Linked DNA regions of Mus musculus: all the other regions are linked to region 3. The links are chromatin contacts, called in public Hi-C and promoter capture Hi-C maps. All regions are on one chromosome and are shown on one strand. The core of a region is the stretch at or near the end of the contact, and the rest is flanking DNA. Distances in the headings are between cores, read along the strand shown.

Region 1 (3,314 bases), core at 183-2,682, 3.3 Mb after region 3:
CACTGTGATTAATAAAAACAAAAAGGATTAGCTTTCTTCAGAGGGTGTTATATTTATGTAATAGGAATCTAATATGTATGATAATCAAGGTACCACAGGGAAGATGGCTGCTCTTCCATAGGACCCAGGTCAGATTCTCACCCGTGTGATTGGTGGCTCACAATCCTCTGGAATTCCAGTCACAGGGAATTCGATACCCTCTTCAGGCCTCTGTGTACAGATGAATGTGTACACATTATGCCCATTCACATAATAATAATTTTTAAAAAGTACAACATGTATATTCGCACAGCAGCCTTGCTTCAATGTCTTATTATTTCCTGTCTGTAAAATTATATCACTGGTATCTCCTTTTTTTAGGTTCTTAGGCCGCTAAACCATCTTCTGTACACTATAATGGGTTTGTGCCTCTCCCTTTGGTTTAGCGGACCATGAGACAAGGAAGTTTCTCTGAGTCTCATGCTAGGCCATGGGAAAAGCCGGAGTTCCCGAGCCAGCCGGGGGGCAAGTTTGTCATCCAAGAAGAGATTTTTTTTTAAAAAAAGATTTATTTATTTATTATATGTAAGTACACTGTAGCTGTCCTCAGATACCCCAGAAGAGGGCATCAGATTTCGTTACGGATGGTTGTGAGGCACCATGTGGTTGCTGGGATTTGAACTCAGGACCTTTGAAAGAACAGTCGGCGCTCTTAACCACTGAGCCATCTCGCCAGCCCCAGGAAGAGATTTTACAGTTCTAAAATCTGCTAGACCACTTTGCAGAAGAGATTGAGTCGATGGCAGGTCAGTGTTGGCCTGGACCACACCTAGATTAGGACTGCTTGCATGTGAATCACTGTTGCTCTCTACTTAAACCTAAGCTTTCCATCAGAACCCTGAAGATAGACTAGGTTTATTTATTTATTTTTTTCTCTTCCCAATGGGACCACACGTAACAGATCTCTTCTTTCTGCCTTCCATTAATACTTATTTCTTGGCTTGGCTACTGAGAAGGTGTTGGCTGAGCCTACTTTGTTAAGGCCTGCCAGGGGCCAGGCTCTGACGGTAACATTTCAAGTAACCATTCACATCTTGGAGCACGTTCCAGATTGATTTAAGTAATCTACATGCTTCCAAAATACTGTGTTAGTACAGTATCGAAATTAGGCGACAGTGATGTTTCATCACACAATTCAGCCTCATTTCCCAGTCTTTGAGGTACCCGAGGATGCTGGAGAAGGCAGTGCTTACACATGATTGGGAAAATAAAATACCAGCCTGGGGGATAACTGAAGAATGTACCTGTTGGGGGGAAAGGGCTTCTGGAGCCTGAAGGTTTTGCTGTGTCACCCCCTTGTGGCCAGCCCAGTTCCCTGCTAGTTTGGGTACACAGTCGCACAACGCCCCGCGCGGCCTCTCTGAGCGCTGGGTGGAGCGCATGCGTACAGCTGCCGGCAGGGTCCCCTGGGGAATTCGTTTCCACAGCAACAGTTTCCCGGGAGGCGCGGGTTCTTTCTCCTTCCGGCGAGCTCGGCCCGGAAGCGCACTATCAGGCCTGCGGGCTTGCGGGCGCCTCGTCTTTTGCCGGTTGCAGCAGGGACGTGGTCGCTGCCGGCCGGGCTCAGAGGCGCCCGCCATGGAGGGCCAGCGGGTGGAGGTGGACGGTGGGATCATGGAAGGGGTGAGTGTGGGACTGCTAGGGGCCGGGGCGAGCCGTGGCGGCGGGGGCCTCCATTCAACCTCTGTCATTTCTCCACCCCGGTGCTCTCTACAGGGCGGCCAGATCCTCAGGGTCTCCACCGCCCTGAGCTGCCTCCTGGGCCTACCCTTGCGCGTGCAGAAGATCCGCGCGGGCCGCAGCACGCCGGGCCTCAGGTACTGCGGGCGGGCGGGCGGGCGGGGAGTTTGGGTAGGGGGCCTGGGAGCCCGGAGATCGGAGCCCGGGTTCTAGGGGGGAGGAGGCCCGGGCGGCAATTAAGAGTGCGGCCTTTGCTCTCCGTTTCTGTCCATAGGGCAGGCCGCTAGTTGTCCTTAGGACGCCTTGAAACAGGGTAGCTTGTCCATGTTCTTGTCATGGTAGGTTTATTGTTAATTGTTCTTGCAAGATATCATCTAGTCCAGGGTAATCCGGAACTTCTCTGCTAGGGTGAATAACCTTGAACTTTCGATTCTCCTGTTTCCACCTCTCAGATGCTATAATTACAGCTGTGTGCCACCATGCCCAGTTTATGTGGTTCTGGAAATAAAACCTAAGGCCTCCTCCACACTGTGCACGCCCTCTACCCACTGAACTACATCCCTGTTCCTCTAATCTCACCCTCTCTTTTCATAAGAATAGCAGTCAAATTGTATTACCGCACCCCCTAATAGCCTCCCTTATGTTGATTGTACCTTTAAAAGGCCTGTTTAAATGATCACATTTTGTGTGGGTTGAGGCCTCAAGGTGGGAATTTAGGGATGAGGAGTACATAATTTAGGTAGTACTGGTGTCACGGGGTGGTCATTGAATGAAATCAAAAGCCCCAGACAAAGTTCTCCTGTTGGAAGACATCACACTTGTTTTCTGGCCATTGCTTTTGTAACTGTCATAGAGTGGGGTATAGGCAGTCTGATGGCACACGTTTTGATGCAGTCTTATGACCTGAAGGCCTCAGCATTTATCTGGACTGGAAATGGTTCGTGATTTGTGTGGCGGGCACCTGGAGGGAGCAGAAATCGGCTCAACAGAGATAACCTTTACCCCCGAGAAGATCAGAGGTGGAGTCCACACGGCAGATACCAAGACAGCAGGGTATGTATGTCTCACTCAGTCCTCCATTCAGACCTGGGTTCAGATGTAGATTCTTTGGCTTCGAGGGAGTGCTCTTTGGACCTTTTGAGGTTCAGTTTTCTCCCTTTTTAAAATGTAAATGATAAGCCTGCTTGTTTAGTTGTAGCTGTTATTATTTACAGATTTCTTTTTGGTTTTTGTAAGGCAAGGTCTCCCTGTAAGTGAACACTAATGTTGAACTCATCCCGCCTGTCCCTGTCCCTACTGCCCCCACCCCCAGGGGCTGAGATTGCAGGCCTGTGTCACTACTATACCTGGTTTTCCCTTATTGTCTTAGTAAGTACCCATGTAACTCTAGAAAGTGTCGGAGGCTCGCCTTGCATGCCCAAGGTCCTGGGTTCCATCTCCTGCTGTGCAGGGAGATGCTGACTCTAAACATCCCAGCTGTCCCGGTTACCCCTCCCCCCTGGGGATGGAGCTGGACCGAGTTCAGTGCTTGATTAGTGTAAAGTTGCCGTGTCCAGTTCCCACTACCAGAAAATAAACAAAACAAGAGTCATAAA
Region 2 (3,421 bases), core at 327-2,826, 3.2 Mb before region 3:
TTTAGCCACAGGGTAGTACATTCCTCAGTCTGAGTTATCAGAAAGAGGTATGCTGGTACTAGGAAGTGCTGGGCTTCACCTAGATGATCTAGTGTATTCTCTGACACACCAAAGCTACTCCCTTGTAGGAACCCTTAACCAATGTGGTGAAGATGGTTCCTTCATAATTTAGGTCTGCTCACCCAGGGACTGTTTGAATCTAACCCCCAACATTCACCTCACATCGAGGAACAGTAATTCTGAGTTAATACAACCACACTGTGACCTTCCTAACTACCATTTTTTTTTTTTCCTGGGGGAACAAGGCGTTCAGATCTTGTTACGTCAAGAGTAGGACATTAACATAACTAAACCTGGACTGCTTGTTCCTTGGTCTATTTTTAAGACATATTTAAGGCACTCATGTAAAATACATCCGAGAATACACAATATAGCTGAAGGGGAAAGAGGTGACAGAAGATATATTAAACAACACCTCAAAACAGAGTGCACCCGAGAGGAAACAGTATGGTGCCAATTCTTTACATTTCTAAGAGCTGGTTTCTCCGGCTCCTTCCCGTCGAGGTTTTAATGTTAATGTTGAGGACGGCGTCTATGGCTTCATGTTACTTCTTTTATGTGGTACATAATAAATTCTCACTGATCCCGGGTCAAACACAATAACCTCACTGCATGTCACCCACCAACCTGCAGGGTCTCCCTCATGCGATTTCTTCAGGTAAACTGGAGTCCCCTTTGAGTTTATCTAAGTCAACTTTTATGACTCACGCCAGCTTTGGAAATGTCTTCCAAACCTACATCTACCTTTTTGAGTCATCTTAATCATCAGCCAGGTTTTTTTTTCCCCCCTTTGTTTTGTTTTTCCTTTTAATTATCATCCCAAATAAAAGTTTCCCAGACAAAGGCTAGTCTGGTTCGCAGCAGCAGCAGCTTGCAACTCAAAACCTGCTCCACATCGCGGAGAGGATGCTGCCAAAATTTCTGACAAATACTAACTGGGTCAGCGCGGTTATGAAGACGTTCGTTTTATTAGTGGTCACGAAAGCCCCACTTAGGGAAAATACATTCGCGCCAAAGGACACCATTCAACTGCAAACAGACCGTACCGACTCCCTAAGGGGACCGCCGGGGTGCCGACCCAGCAATGGCTGAAACCCACAGAACCCCGGCTCAGATCCCCGCGCATCCGCACTCAGGCTGCAAAGCCGCCAACCAAGGCGGACGACGGCGGGACGCCCGCGTCTGCCGTGGAAATCCGCCGCAGTCCCCAGCCCACCACGCAGCCGCTCGCCGATCCGCCACGTCCCGTCTCACAGCCCGCCCCGCGCGCCACCCCCGCGTCGGGGCAGAAGCCCGAGCCCTGCTCTCGCGGGATCTCGCGCCTCACACAAGCCCTCGGAAAGGGAGCATCACCCGCGGGAAAGCCGGGAACTCACGTGCGGGGGCGGGGCGGGGCGGGGCGAGACGAGGAGGCGGGCCCGGCGCAAGGGGGCGGGGCGTCCTGACGCGGGGGAAGGCGGGGTCCAGAGACCTGTTGATCGCAGGTGTCACTGCCCAGACCGGCCCCTGGGTCTTGGGCGTGCGCGCATGCTCTGCGCGGGTCTGGCGGCTGAAAGCGGCGGTGTGGCCGTCTGTCCCTGTGCGTGTCGCTTTGCCTGTCACGACGTTGTGGGTGTCGGCGCGAGGCGGAGCCGGGCCAGTGGGACTGGAAGGGCTACGGCGCCGGGAGGTAGAGCTTGGGGTGAGTCGCGGGAGCCCCCGCTGGGCAGAGGGCGGAGGACTCTCGGTCCCCACGGCCTGGCCCCGCTCGGGCGCGCTAACCCGGGTGGCCGCAGGCTGAGGGCGGGATTGGGCCGGGTCGGGATGCGCTGGCCAGGCTCCTGCGGTTCCCGGTGCAGCCCCACAGCTGCCGGAGCACTGAGCCTTCACCAGGGCTCCAGCGTGATTGGCGTTCCTCCTTGGCGGAGCAGACTGGATTGGATGTGATAGAATCTTGGCTTGGTTGGTTTCTCAGTAGCTGGACAGACGGACGGAGTTAATGTTTAGCTTCTAAACGGCGGTTTACGGTACAATTACCAAACTACTCGCCGGCGGCGCGGGGGAACAGGAAGTGCCTGCGCAGGTGTAACCGGGAGGATGTGAAGCCCTGCAATCTGAGCCTGTTTTGAGGTTTTGTTATTCTCCTGGGGTTTGTTTTCTCCGTGCAGATCCCGATAAATGCTTGCAAAAACGTACTGCACGTCCTTATCTGCTTGCGGTCTTCCATAGCTGGAAACATATTCTTTCCTCCAAATATATTTTCAAGGCTACTTTTGAGGTACATGGGCAGTAAACCTAAGTTCTCTGTGGTGAGCCCTGGAGCTTGTTTAAGACCAGGCACGCTGATTTTCACCTTTAAAAGGTGGAGCCAGTGCTGACACGAAGTTATGATAGAATGGATTGGTGACATTGATAACTTGTCAGTTTTATTTTCTGTTGTTTTCAATTCTGTGTCGATGATGGTCGAGGCAGAGATCCCTCATCCTATTCTGTTAAAGAAAAAAGGAAAAAAAAAATAGTGAAGAAAGGGTCTTCAAAAGTAATGTGTGATTTATCTGCTATTGTCAGAAGAATTCCTAATAGATTTTCTGCGGGCAAGAGTTGTATGGAAAATAAGGTTTTTGACTTATCTTTTAGAGACTTTTAAAGTGAGCTCCTTTGGACAACTTGCTATAAACTTACAGAAGTGATTTGTTTAGTTTGTAAATCGAATCAATGTATTAAGTATTTTTCCCAAAGGATAAAAAACAAGAGACCCTCCAAACAAGCCTTTTCCTTAGGATTTTTTTTTTTATTTATAAAGTTGTCTATCGAACTCATGATACGTGGCACTAACAGTTTATTACTTTAAAGGCGTCACTTTTTTTTTTTAAATAAAAGTGCCATTTTAGTGGTAGGACACATTTTCTACTTATTCTTGCCCTTTAGTAAGAAAGCACCCCCCCCCACACACACACACAATGCCCTTACAGTTTCACTATGTGCTCTGATTCAAAATATTTCTTATATTGTTTAATTTCAGAAGTTTATTTTCACTATGTAGTGTCGAAAAATGCAGTTTTGGTGTACAGTGGCTTAGAAGTTTGTTTTAACAGAATAAAGTTTAAAAATGACAAGAAATCTGATCTATTTTAAGGGGTGATGTGCACTTTTAGATGCTAACTTCATTAGACACCAGCTCCATTATGTTGGAAGTCTGTAGTTGTAGAAGGAATGAATCAAGGACTTTGCTTGACTCTACAACTTTCTGAAAACTCGTCTTCTCTCCGTACAGTGGTCGTTGAAGTTAGCTGGCAAAGGTGAGTTACTGAGATACTAAGCAGTCTTGTTATTTCACAGCTTTAACTATAAGGTGTGACCTAATTACAGACCCTAACGACAA
Region 3 (3,249 bases), core at 303-2,802:
TGTGGTTTGCCCTTATACTTTATTAGAAGACCAACAAAAGGTTGTAGTTTAGTGAACATCTGACACTTGACAGAAGTTCTGCTCTTCTTGACCCAGATTGTCTTCCCTGAGATAAAACGAGAACCAATTATCAGTGTTGATTGTGCCAGTGCGAAGAAGATGGAGAATGCATCCTGGATCCCCTCCCTCCCTCCCTCCCTCTGGGAGCATACAGATTTAATTGTTGAGTTGAAACTATGTGAACAAAACCACAACCCATGAAAAACTATTATTAATGGAAATGATAATGGGGCCTTTACGTATCATAAGTCAAAAGTATAGATAGAAGGGAGGTGTTGCCGGAAATTAGATTTTTAAAAAGAATCGACAATCCCTAAGGCAAATCAAGACTATTTGACCAGGTGGTGGCTTGGAAACGTTCTTAGAGCAACAACAGTGCACATATGTGTGTGGTTGTTGTTGATTGCCTTTGAAACAAGGTCTCACTAAGTTTCTTCATCCTCTGGAGTAGCTGGGGCCAGGTTCTGACTTATCTTTTAAAAATAATATACAATCTCCCATTTAGTGAGGTGAAATTCCAGGTGGTAAGGGCAAGAGGCTTCTTGAAGGGGACGCGGCAGATCTGGAGGAGGTATGGAGGACACCTGGACAGACACAGTTGGTAAGTGCTGGAGGAGGTAGGGAAGAGCAAAGGGTGGTGCTGGCATTAGTGGCATGCCGGGAACATTTTCCGAAACCAAATGTTGCTGGGGCTATGATACAAATACATTAAAGAAGAACGGAAAACATGTTCTATGATATTAAGACCTTTAGTTCTATGGAAAAGTGATTTTTGTCTAGGCCGTTTTAACATTTTCATCCCCTGTAACTAATGCTAACTCAATTGGCCTCCTCTTTCCATATCCCCAAATGTTGGAATACAGGAACGCTTTCTGCCACCTCGCTCGCTCAGCGTGTGGCCATTCCCATGTAGGGATCTTGGAATATATGTTTTTCCTAACAGATGCACAAAAATTACCAACCCACATGAGAATCACCTTTTCTTCCTCTTGGCCTGATTGATTCCAGGTTTGTAAGCAAACACTAAGCTGGTGAGCAGTCCTTAATTAGGAGATGTTGTTATATTTTCCTAAGCAATGGATCTTGACCAGGGGGGTAAGCTCTTTGAGGATGAAGAATTTGTAAACGAGGTCTAGGATGCAGCTATAAAGTCTTTTTCTCTAGAGCTGAGAGGGCGAAGGGTGCCCGGGCCGGGCCTGGGATTGGTCCTTTGTGGTAATAATGCAGCTTGAGGTTGGAAGGAAGAGTGGAAGCAGCCTGAGAGCAGCAGGGTTGCAGTCCGGGCTAGCCTGAGGCACACACGGTGCAGGCTGCAGGCTGTCCCACTCACACCGCCCACGGAAGAGAAAGAACCCAGGTCAGCCAGCCACTGCAGCGGGCTCGTCTCCGAGGGCGGGAGGCAGTGCGCGCGCGGGCGGGCGGGCGGGCAAGCGGGCGGAGGCAGCCAACGGCGGAGGCGCCCACTCCCCCGGTCCCTGTGCCCCGCCGCTCGTCTCCCGCCGCCGCCGGGCGCCCGCGCGCTCGGCTCTTTCCGCCGCCGCGCGCTGCCCCGTGCGCTCCGGCACCTTCGGCAATTTCCGTCGGGCCCTGGCCGCCATTTTCTCGCCGCTTGTGTGGCTCGCTGGCTGCGTGGCTCGGTTCTTGGGAGCGAAGCTTTGTCCGGTTCGGCAATGGACGGGTAGGTACCGGGAGCCCGTGAGGAGATGGGCGAGGGAGAGGAGGCCGGCGAGGCGGCGGCCGGGATCCGGGTCGGGTCGGGTCCCGGGAAGCGGGGCTCGGGCGGCCCCTCCCAGGCCGCGCCGCCGTTACCCAACCCCCGCCCCATCACACACACCCCTCCCCGGGCTTCCCTCGGCCGCTCCGGCTACCGGCTCGAACCGCAGCCGCGGCTGGGAGGCCGGGGAGGCCTCGGGGCTGCTGTGGGGACGCGGGGCGGCCCGACTGCGGGGGATGGGGCGGGAAGCCCGGGGCGGCCCTGCCCCCTCGGGAGCCATGTCGACGCCGCGGGGAGACCCGAACCCTGGGGTGGCGGCGGCGGCGGCGGCGGCGGCGCGGGCGCGAGCGGGCCAAGCCGCGGAGGCCTGTGCGGAGCGCGAAGCCTGAGCGAGGCCCGCCATCCCCGGCCTCGCCCGAAACGCCGCGGCCGGAGCGCCGAGTGGGAGCTGCGGGGAAGGGGAGGGCGCGTGGCGGCGGGAGGGAGGAGGGCACATGTCACACTCCTTTGTTTTCATCCGAGTCTGGGAGCGGGGGCGGGAGGCCATCGGAATGCCTTTACCACCACCACAACGACAACAACAAGAATTCGGGGCTCGGCCCACAGGGCCCAGAAATTAAGCCATAAACAAAACCAAACCCCCATGAAGTGTTGGAGAGGCAGCATCAGTCACATGGGCAAAGGCCACAAGCCACGCAAGGCAGACAACAGATAATCCACACAGGGTTGGCCTTCCCCCGCCCCCTACTTTGATTAGTTTCTGGAGGAAAAAAAAATACAAAAATAAAAACAAACACCCCCCCCCCCACACCAGCCCCCCAAGCAAATATGGAACATGGATCAGAGTCGTGTTGCATCTTTGGAGAGGCTGGGCGTGAAGACCGGAGGATGCTGAGTGAGATGAGAGAGCTGTGAGAAGAAAAGAGGAGGCTCACCAATGTCGCGCCCTTGTTAACTCCACATCCCGAACGACCCAGTTCAACTCATTGTTCAGAGAAGGGGGCCACAGTTCACAGCCCACAGAGAGGAAGGGGCACGAAAAGAGACCCAGTGAACATGAACCTTTATTAAAATTGAGGGTCTGGATTTGACGAGTCTAAGAAAGTAAAATCCGAGTTTATTCAATAGGTTATCAGTCTAGAGTTAGTTATCTGGTGTTTTAGAAGAGATAATAAAAAGGCTTTAAACATCATTGCCACAAATTACCTTAATGGGATATTATTTACCACAGGAAATGTAGCTTTAGACATGTGAATTATCCCCAGACAGTTTTCCAATTTCCAGATTTTGTTTAGGTTACCAAAGAACTCACTCAACGTTGCTGATGTCAGTATATAAGCACGTTAGGAATAGTATAGTGTTTCTGCATTTTCATCTTGCTGTTAAAGGTTCTTAAAAATGATCATAAACTGACTGAAACGTCGAATGGTTCAAAATTATTTCTAAAAAAAAAAAAAAACAAAAAACAAAAACAA
Region 4 (2,992 bases), core at 169-2,668, 3.1 Mb before region 3:
ATAGTCGTTTTCAAGATTCACTCCAGAAGCCCCATTCTTGACTCAGCAAACCGGTCTGTAAAAACCAAATACTTGTTTCCTTCATCTGCTTATTTTGACATTTAGTGGGACGCTGAACATAGATACTGCTAGCCTATCCCTACATAATTTACACTATTGATAAGGAAAACTAAAGGCCTACATTATTAAGTCATGAATTTTCTACCCAGAGGTGAAAATGAGATCATTAAAAATAACTAAATAATAAATCACTGTTCTTGAAATGTCTATACCAAAATGACTTAACGAGTTTTTATCAAAAAACTGTTTATCTTTTCAAACCCCCCCCCCATTCTCTGCCTTCTAATTTGCCACAAAACCGAAAAAATGAGAGCCAAAGAAACCCAAGATACTCCATTCTTTGACAGATGTAGGACTGGGGATACTCTGGAAGATAATACGCGTTTATCTGCATAAGTTATGGACAAGTTAAGTTTACAAGGCTTGCTTTGGGCTAAGCATTTTAAGCAGGCGCACAACACTCAAATCACTTTAGATATAATCACATTTAACCTGTCATGCTCTATTTTTTATTACTTACGATATTTATTTACTTTTATTTTTATTAGTTTTTAGTAATTATTTTTTATTATTTACGATAGATCTAATTATGGGTATAGGTTTCTAACACTTAACAGTTCGTTTGTGGTGATGAAACAGACAAATATGGGAAGTCAAGTTTTCTCCACACTCCTCTTGCCACTGGGGTGTCAAGGAAATCCATTTTCGCTCTTCCAACTCCGCCATCTCTAGCTGCCGTCCCTCCCTCCCTCTCCGAGAAGACTGAAGCAGCCGCCAGCTTCCTAAGCTCTTCAACTCTGCAACTCAGGATACTCACCAGGGCAAGAGGTACACGAAGACGAACAAGGCCAGGTCGAAAAGGATGAAGAGCCAGAGATCCAGCCAGTAGGAGTGTTTCGGAAGCCCGTTCATCCCGGACTGAGGTGCCTCATCTTGGTTCCTCCTTCCAGCTTCGAACGAGCCCCTCCGTTCCCGGACACCGTCGGTACCAGACGCCGCCTGGCTCACCTCCATCTCCGCGTCGTTTCACTTCCGCGCAACTGAGACCAAACCTGAAGACCGCTTCGCGCCCAGTCTAGCAACCAATTCCGGGTAACCCCGCCAATCGACTAGGCGCCCCGCCCCCGCCGCCGCGCCCCGCCCCGCCCCCGCGTCCCCGCCTTCCGGACTGCGCAGGCGTCCTCCCTTTCTAGGAATTCGCCTTCTTCGGCATTCCCGGGAACGCGCAGACTCCGCTGGGCCGGCTGCTCTTGGCGCAGGCGCTCTGTTCCACCACCCCTCCTCGCCCCCCGAACTTGGCGAAGGTGTCTGCCCCGCCTCCCCGACCGCACGCATGCGCTCTGTGCCCCGCCCCGTTGCTTCCTGGTGGGGTGTCCCCTTGCGGTGTTCAGAGGTGGTTTCTAAGGTGCAGGTGAGCTCTCTCACGTAGCTCAAACGCTGCCTTGCAGGGTGCATTACTGGTTCTCCCGGTTTCTGGGATGAAAACTGTCTCAACTCCTTTTCTCTGAGATGATGCCAGAACTTCAGGAACCGCCTCAAAGGATTCCAGCCTTGCCCACCCACAAAAGTAGTCTTTTTATAAACATGAGCGTGTGGGGGGATGTTTTTCTTTCTTCCTCCCTTCTTCCTTCCTTCCTTCCTTCCTTCCTTCCTTCCTTCCTTTCCTTCCTTCCTTCCTTCCTTCCTTCCTTCCCTTCCTTCCTTCCTTCCTCCCTCCCTCCCTCCCTCCCTCCCTCCCTCTCTCTCTTTCTTTCTTTCTTCCTTCCTTTTAAAAAACTAGATCGTGAGATTCTCTGATAATAACTTTGGAGACGACAACATTGTGTGACAATGTAAAAAGGTTGGCAGACCCCGTAGAATCATCTCTCCAATACACGTAAACTTTTTGGTTTCTTACATGTTTGGGAAGTGTGTACAGTTTGAGAACTTTGGATGATTTTGTACAGACTTGAGCGATTTGCTCATAATTTTTGAAACAGTTTTGATGAGGTGGACGTTGTAAGGGTCCATGATTCGCTGAAGAATGATACTCCAGACTCAAGTAGTTTGTAAACACACAGAGTGTTTTATTTTGTCGAAGTCCAGCATGCTGGAGTCTCCCATTACCAAGTATGCTCGCTGCACATTGGGGGAATTCTCGGATAGATGGGCTTTGTCTTACTCTTATCTCGGGCATTCCAGAAGCATAACCTTGGTGTGGTGGCTAGAAACTTGCCTGAGGAATCCTGGGGTAGGTGGCCTTATCTACTCTCTCTTAAGGACATTCTGAAACTATTGCCTGGGTGTGAGGGCTGAAAACCCATTGTCCTTGCTTCAGGCCAGGTTGGGTTTTTTTTTTTTGGGGGGGGGGGGGTCGTTTCTGATGGTAGGGCACTTTCTGACTAGCTGCCTGAAGCCTAGGATTTTAGGCCTAATCCCAGGAACTGCCAATTAGAAGTCTGTCATGGAATTAGCCTGTCTCAATTACAGTCACGAATTTTCAGAAGGCTCAGATAAGGTAAAGCGTGGAATTTACATAGGTATTTCATGGGAGTATTTTAATAAGCCACTCAACTCTATGTCAGAATATCCTGTAACCATTAGATAAAAACCTGTTGGAGTCTACTAACTTAGCAGCCCACTAACTTATACCAACCAAGTAGCCCTGATAGCATCGTGGGCTTACAGAAGAGCTTTCTCCTTTCCTAAATCAGCCTTTCTAAAGTACCCACCAGTGTATTTTGGGCTTGCCTTGTTTTATTACTTTCTTGGTTCTGTGAAGCAATTTTAAAAACTTCACGAAACTGTTTCCATGTGGGAATATGGAATTGGGTAACAGATATAGATCTGTGTCCCCATGGCCATTCAGGGTGGCTCCTGAATAAACTGTCTCTTTCTTTTAAGATGAGAGCTGTAGTTTTTGCATGGACAATACGAAAGTTGGTTATGGATT

Evidence for each region. Promoter capture Hi-C pulls out the DNA fragments that hold promoters and counts their contacts. Hi-C and Micro-C count contacts between places; a contact is called where the count stands out from the background.
Region 1: a contact with region 3 is called in a promoter capture Hi-C map of pre-B cells, with 10 times the contacts expected there. The contact joins the promoter of Rtca here to the promoter of Ptbp2 in region 3. A contact is called at or near these places in 1 of 39 promoter capture datasets (pre-B cells) and 1 of 484 Hi-C or Micro-C datasets (B cells).
Region 2: a contact with region 3 is called in a Hi-C map of CD8 T cells, with 5 times the contacts expected there. The contact joins the promoter of Usp53 here to the promoter of Ptbp2 in region 3. A contact is called at or near these places in 3 of 484 Hi-C or Micro-C datasets (CD4 T cells and CD8 T cells).
Region 4: a promoter capture Hi-C map of pre-B cells shows a contact between it and region 3, with 10 times the contacts expected there. The contact joins the promoter of 4933405D12Rik here to the promoter of Ptbp2 in region 3. A contact is called at or near these places in 1 of 39 promoter capture datasets (pre-B cells) and 1 of 484 Hi-C or Micro-C datasets (CD8 T cells).

Annotation. Positions count from the first base shown.
Region 1 is chr3:116,506,293-116,509,606 of GRCm38.p6, reverse strand. It overlaps Rtca (RNA 3'-terminal phosphate cyclase), which reads left to right and starts at 1,432. Exons shown (of 11, transcript NM_025517.3): 1 at 1,432-1,662; 2 at 1,756-1,856; 3 at 2,629-2,772. The coding sequence starts at 1,618.
Region 2 is chr3:122,982,602-122,986,022 of GRCm38.p6, reverse strand. Usp53 (ubiquitin specific peptidase 53) reads left to right here and starts at 1,576. Exons shown (of 16, transcript NM_133857.3): 1 at 1,576-1,741.
Region 3 is chr3:119,781,691-119,784,939 of GRCm38.p6, reverse strand. Ptbp2 (polypyrimidine tract binding protein 2) reads left to right here and starts at 1,552. Exons shown (of 14, transcript NM_001310711.1): 1 at 1,552-1,738. The coding sequence starts at 1,731.
Region 4 is chr3:122,922,542-122,925,533 of GRCm38.p6, reverse strand. It overlaps 4933405D12Rik (RIKEN cDNA 4933405D12 gene), which reads left to right and starts at 1,418. Exons shown (of 6, transcript NR_046036.1): 1 at 1,418-1,471. 1810037I17Rik (RIKEN cDNA 1810037I17 gene) reads right to left here and starts at 1,137. Exons shown (of 2, transcript NM_024461.2): 1 at 878-1,137; 2 at 1-55. The coding sequence starts at 1,074. The coding sequence ends at 55.